2 separate regions of the Sus scrofa genome follow, and region 1 is linked to region 2. Evidence: chromatin contacts called from public HiChIP or PLAC-seq data. All regions are on one chromosome and are shown on one strand. Each heading gives the region's core, a stretch centred on a gene start, on an enhancer-like site or on the middle of the called end of the contact. The rest is flanking DNA. Distances are from core to core; before and after follow the strand shown.

Region 1 (3,147 bases), core at 18-2,517, 360 kb after region 2:
TGAAAGGTATTATTATGAAAAAATAGGTTTGACATACAGACTCTGAAAGTGTCTTGGGGACCTTCACTGGTGCCCAGAAGATACTTGGAGAACCATTGATTGCTCTATGTCAGCTTTTATCTGTTCCTTCAGTCTTGAACTAGCAGGTAAAACCCCGGAATCAGTGAAGGTGTGGGAAGTTAATTATTTTGACATCCCAGTAATGAGTCAGGGGGTTGGGGAATGGGAAGTAGAAAAAAAGCTTTAACCTCAACTCATTCTCTTCTTTCTATCTCTCTTTTAACAGTAACCTTTCTGGCCCCACTTCTTGTTTCTTGAATCCTTGATTCGGGGGTATAACATTAACACACATGAACATAACTCTTCTTAACTTAAAAATTAACATGGCTTCTAAAAATTTTTTTTGTACTTTAAAAAAATCAGTAAAATCTGCTTTTTCAACTTTTTTTTTAGGAAGGAAGAGCTACTGTTAACCAGGATACAAGATTAGACAACAGAATCATTGATCTTAGGGTATGCCTTATTTGTTTATGCTGAAATCAAGGTGGGCAGGGATACCATACCTGTCTCAGGGTTATAGAACTAATTGGTATTTACATATAGGTAATGTGATAATACAAGAAATAATTTACCTTTTTGACTAACCCTTCCCCAAAGGAGAATTGCTGTCAACAAGGACAATCAAGTAATAGTTCACAGGATACTGACTTGCTTTGTTTTAAAATGACAAAGGAGGAGTTCCCATCGTGGCTCAGTGGGTTACAAACCCGACTAGTATCCAAGAGGATGCAGGTTTGATCCCTGGCCTCACTCAGTGGGTTAAGGATCTGGCGTTGCCATGAGCTGGGGTGTAGGTCCTATATACGGCTCAGATCCCATGTTGCTGTGGCTGTGGTGTAGGCCAGCAAGCTGCAGCACCAATTTGACCCTTAGCCTGGGAACGTCTATATGCTGCAGGTGCAGCCCTAAAAAAGGCAAAAAATAAATAAAATTACAAAGGGAGGTGAAGCCAATAAATTGGCTTCCTTCCAGGGGATACCTTTTTCAAACAAGTTAGCAAGTGAAAATAGGACCATAAATATTACTCCAAAATTGTGAAAGAAGTTGTGTGCACATTTTACAGCCAGATGGAGATTAGTAGTTAATGTCTCAATCCTTTGAATTAGATCTAGCACAAAATTAGTAATAAAGAAGTAGATGGCCCCGGTAGTGTATATAGTAATCTCATGGGTCTTCTGTTTCCCTTTCTGGTTTGGTTGCAAGTGAAAGAGTTCATTGGTTTCATCATTGTAGTAAAACCATTGTCATCTCCCTTTCTTAATGTTTTGACCACATCTTCCCCCTTTACTTAAATAATCTACCTAAAGGTTAAATGCTTTGTCACCTTAAGAGTTCTTTCCAACTTTTCTGTAGTCATATGGGTCTGCCCTTATTGTACACTGATGTTTCCCCTAATTATTTGGTTTTTGTTTGCTTTTACTTTTCCATTTTAATTTATAGTATACAGAAAAGACTAGCAGTAATCAAAAGTCCTCTTGATACTGCCTAGAAACCTCAGGTTTTTCATAATTTTGGCCACAGTAGTTAACCATCATACTGTATTTGCTGTTTGTTCACACAAGTTACTGGTTAAGCCTTTAATATTTGGCTTTAAGAGTTTTTTATTTTTTTAATTTGACCCACATCTGTTTTGGTCAAGTTTATTGCCATCATTGAAAAACGGAGGATTTAAATCTCCATTAAATCTAGGTGGCTTGGAGTTCCCATTGTGGCTCATTGGGTTAAGAATCTAACTAGTATCCATGAGGATGGGGGTTTGATCCCTGGCCTCACTCACTGGGTTAAGGATCCAGCATTGTTGTGGCTGTGGCATAGGCCAGCACCTGCAGCTCCAATCTGACCCCTACCCTGGGAACTTTCATATGTCATAGGTGCAACCAAATAAATAAATGAATAAATAAATAAATCTAGGTGTTTTTTGGGGGGTGGAGCCGTAAAAATCAGTCAATCAATCAATCTAGGTGGCTTTTATTAAAAAGTTAGAGATAAACACATCAATAACAGGCCTGCATGGCAACATCATCAACTCTAGACAGGGCATTCTGCTGGAAAGTACCATTCATTCACTCTATTTATGTTTTTTGGCCCTTGTAAACATTTACCTTTTTTTAACCCTTACTTTGAGTTTACATTTTTGGGAAGCATTCTGTTCATTAGTAACTTGAAATCTTTTATACATCTTTGCTTATCTAAACTTTTGTGTAATAACCCCAATCCAGTTCTTTTCTAGACCCTTTGCTTAACAAAGAGATGGAGAGGTTGGAAACAAAGGACAAAATTGTCATTCTTCTTCTGTAATATGAAAAATTCTAAGATATATCCTTATTCTGATATTGTCATGTAGCCTGACTTTTCTCTCCTGTAATCAATTGTTTCTCTATGAACTTTGCAGGCAGGTGGCCTGATTAAAAAATATTCCATCTTATTTAATGTCAAATTGATTTAATTAGCTTTTACTATTGTCTTATAGACATCAACTAGTCAGGCAGTCTTCCGTCTCCAGTCTGGCATTTGCCATCTTTTCCGAGAAAATTTAATTAACAAGGGTTTTGTGGAGATCCAAACTCCTAAAATTATCTCAGGTATGCTTTAAGATATTCCTCTTAATTTTAAAAAATAAATTTGTTTTCCCTTGAGTTTCTTAATTTAGTTTTGTGGTGGTTTTTTTTGTTTGTTTGTTTTTGTTTGTTTTTTGTGTTTTTTTTTGCGGATCCCAGGTATTCTTTAAAGTTTATTTCCCAGAGACTGTTTATTTTGAAGACTATGCTGTTTACCACCAGCCACATATCACTAACATCAGTAATATTAAATCCTCTTATTTCAGGAGTTGTTAATGTGATAATGGTTATAAAATGAGGCAGTAACACATAAAGCAAAATTTTTATTAATATAAATGTACTTGAAACTACTTTCGTTATGTAGATTTCTTTCTAAATTGGTATTGTAATTTTGTATAAACTACATGAAAACATTACTAAATACTAGAGAGGGAAAAATCTCATTAATTCTCATTCTTGATGACAAATTTATTTTAATCATTTTAGCCTTTTTTAGTTACTTAAATAACATTAAAAAGTATGTTATGAA
Region 2 (3,219 bases), core at 50-2,549:
ATATAGTGTGTTTAATGTGAAATGTGGGTGCTTTGTAACATGTATGCTTGGATATAGAGTGGGGAATCTCTGAAAGTAGTAGTTTGATCCATAAAATTATTAAATAAGCCTTGTTGATAAACATTACCCTGATGTTACCATTCCTGTGATGATGTCATTTATTCTAATTTATAGATATGTTGACTTAATATGGAAATGTCTTTGGAAATATCTTTGACTCTTCAACTTGAAGTCAGAACACACCTGTTAATATGTATTATTATAATTAAAATTTTTAATAAATAATCTTGTGTGAAATAGCTAATATATTTAAATCAATCCTTCCCAGGAAATGCACTCTACTATCTGCTAAATGAAAGTTTTTCCAATGATCAAACTGGACCAGAAAGTTTTACCACTGAATAATACTGATTAGAAATTCAAGTCCCTGGACTTCAGTTCAACTCTGAACTGTTTAATCCAAGAAGAACAATTGGTCCTGCTTTGTATTATCATAAATTATCATCTTTTTTTCACATCGCTCCCTAGTTCTCTCAGGAGTAACAGCCAGTTGGGAGTATATTCATTTACAAAAGGATTATGAAAATTCAATAGCTTAAAATTTAACAGATCAACCTGGCAGAACTGTCAGAGATGAATGATGCTTTAAGGGCAGAAAATTTTAGAAGACACATAGTAAGATACTGTCCCAAAGATCTGTTTACTACCATGCAGGGTAAGATGGTGTTGGTTTCTTTCGGATAATTTCGACACCACTTCTAGTGACAGAAGAGACCCATGTTCTATTTTGTTTAACTGTGGAAACAAATACATGAGTGGGACCAGCAGCTTCCTCCTGAGAATAGACTCCAGGGTCACAGAAAAATTCCCTTTTCTTTCATTCTGTGGATTTCACAATAGAGGCTCTCTGTCAACGCTAAGGCACTGAAGTCATTTTGCAAACAAACCTTCAAAATAAAAATACCCTCCGATGACATAGCATATCTCGGTGTGAAGACGTGGAAATGGTGGTATTATTTCAGTGCCCTCTTCATTGCTTTTACGCCAGGGTATTTCCTGTGTCTGAATCTTCTATGCAAAATCTGACCTTAAATTGGGCTAACCAATACTAGCTCAAAGCTTTGTGGTTTTTCTTGAGTAATATAGACTGTTTTTGAAATTTGGGAAGAAAGACAAGAGGATTTGTCTATCTGAGGCTTATGGGAACTTCAGACACGCGTCTCCTGAAGTCCTCCATAGAAACAAACAGTCTGGTACCAGTAGCCCCATTACTTAGCCTTCCTTAAACACCAGGTCAGATGTTTTGCTTCCCTGTTTCCTGTTTCTGTCTTCAAGAGATATTCCAGCTTTGCTCTTACACCCCATCTGCATTGTCCGTCCTCACCTCTGCCCCCGCCACCCAGGGAATCTGTTTATGAAGCCATCTGGTTAATCTCTGAAAGCCACAGTGCTGGCGGCCCTGACCCTAGCTACCAGCAGCTCCCTCTATGGAGGAAAAAAAAAAAGAAAAAAGGGCAGCTTTGTGTTGTTTTTAAGTAGATGAAACTAGCAAGGCCCAGTAACTTCTTTGGAGATCTGGGGCTTGATAAATGAAAATTGAAGAGAAAGATTTTTTTCCCCCAACTTCTCATCCATCCATTTCTAAAAACTGCAATTTATCTGCCTTTCAGTACTAATTGCAGAAATCATTAGGAAAAGTGACTGAACTAAGTGTCAATGTCCAGTGAGCCTGGCATCTCTTAAGTGTGTTTTGAGAACCAGTAGGGCCAGCCGTGGATTCCCCCTCACACATAATTCTGCAGAATTTGAGAATCTACAGCTGTACACAAATCATGAGAAAGTATCTCATAACATCTCAAAATACCTCATCCTGGCAGAGCTTGCAAATAAAAAAAAAGCATGTATAGTAAATGAAGTTTGTGTCTGTGATGGCATTTCAGGAAGGGGGATTGTCAAGCAAGGGGAGGAGAGAAGGGGGTCCCAGGAGCTGTCTCTTACCCAGCCAGCCCTTCTGGGGTTGCTGCTTTCAGTGCTCTCTTGATGAAACCCAGCCGCCCACACAAAGTGAAAAGAGATTTGAGGAAGGTTTACCAAGTGTCTTGGGGAAACTTCTGTGGCCTGCGAATGGCTGTCTGAAAATGCGTACCTGAGGTTTTACATAGATGCCAGGAGTGCTGCCCTCGAACCACGTGGGGAGAGCAGAGTGTCCCCCAGGCTCCACTGCCTGGGGATTTCCAGTCCGAGTGACCAATAAATGATGCTCCCAACACCCAAAATGGCCAGGGTTCTCATTCTGTCACATAACAGAGCCCCATAGCAGCATCTATGCAGACATCCGTCCTTGGTTTTGGCACAAATTGCAGTCCTTCTGGAGGAAGTCATAATAGGAGGGCAAGAGGGACAGAGTTGCAGCTCCTCACTGGAAGCATTACCAGTTAGCTACTCTGACTCTGAACCTCAACTGCCTCATCTTTGAAATAGGGATCATAACTCCTTTTTTTTTTTTTTTTTGGCCTTGGTATGCTGTGGCTTGATGTGGGATCTCAAATCCCAGACCAGGGACTGAGCCTCGGCCAGAGTGGTGAAAGCATGGAATTCTAACTACTAGACCATCAGGGAACTCCTGGGAATCATCATTCTTACATAATTAGTTTTGAGAAATAAATGTATGTGAAAGGACTTTAAAAATGTAAAAGGCACCATGTAAATAGAAGAGAGGCTAAGCTCAGCCCTGGTGCCAACTTGTTGTGTGATCTTAGTGATTACAAATGCAACCACTAAAGGCCCTTCACTGTGAACCCGTGAAAACCCAAAGAAAAGAAATTAAATAGCCAGGTAACTTTCTATATGGCTAATATGACACTCAATGCAAATGTGCTCTCTGGGCCTGACTGCCTGGAGTCACTTCTAGTTTAAGGGGTGAAACCCATCCTCCCCTCCACTTCTCCCCACCTGCTGGTCTCAGGTCTACTTTAGAATTTTTCCCTCAGAGCATTCTGGTTAGAGAAAACCAGACCCTTCAGCAGAGGGCCAAGCAGCTCTGTTTCTCTCTCTTGAGTTTTAATTCTATGAACAAGTGAGTATTGAGTGGCTTGCAATGTGAACTAGGTTGTGGGCTTAACAAACATTGCACCTATGAATGGGGGCAGCTTGAATTCGCTTCCTAATTGGCAGAGATGGACACACCCAACCTCTCTTTGAGAGCATTTCCGTTAGAGC

What was found. HiChIP or PLAC-seq counts read pairs in DNA pulled down with a chosen protein or histone mark.
Region 1: a contact with region 2 is called in an H3K27ac HiChIP or PLAC-seq map of alveolar macrophages. The contact joins two enhancer-like sites. A contact is called at or near these places in 1 of 47 Hi-C or Micro-C datasets (embryonic fibroblasts) and 1 of 2 datasets of contacts at active chromatin or transcription factors (alveolar macrophages).

What each region holds. Positions count from the first base shown.
Region 1 is chr15:15,864,459-15,867,605 of Sscrofa11.1, forward strand. It overlaps DARS (aspartate--tRNA ligase, cytoplasmic), which reads left to right. Exons shown (of 16, transcript XM_003133266.5): 7 at 454-513; 8 at 2,531-2,642. Among named protein-coding and RNA genes, the nearest start is that of DARS, 56 kb to the left of the region's middle. Within about 2 kb of position 1,268, at least 1 of the 83 cell types and tissues checked has an H3K27ac peak or open chromatin away from gene starts, as enhancers often do. A contact at or near this core is called in alveolar macrophages, where this site is marked.
Region 2 is chr15:15,502,247-15,505,465 of Sscrofa11.1, forward strand. The region is part of intron 2 of THSD7B (thrombospondin type-1 domain-containing protein 7B); the gene reads right to left. Among named protein-coding and RNA genes, the nearest start is that of THSD7B, 110 kb to the right of the region's middle. Within about 2 kb of position 1,300, at least 16 of the 83 cell types and tissues checked have an H3K27ac peak or open chromatin away from gene starts, as enhancers often do. A contact at or near this core is called in alveolar macrophages, where this site is marked.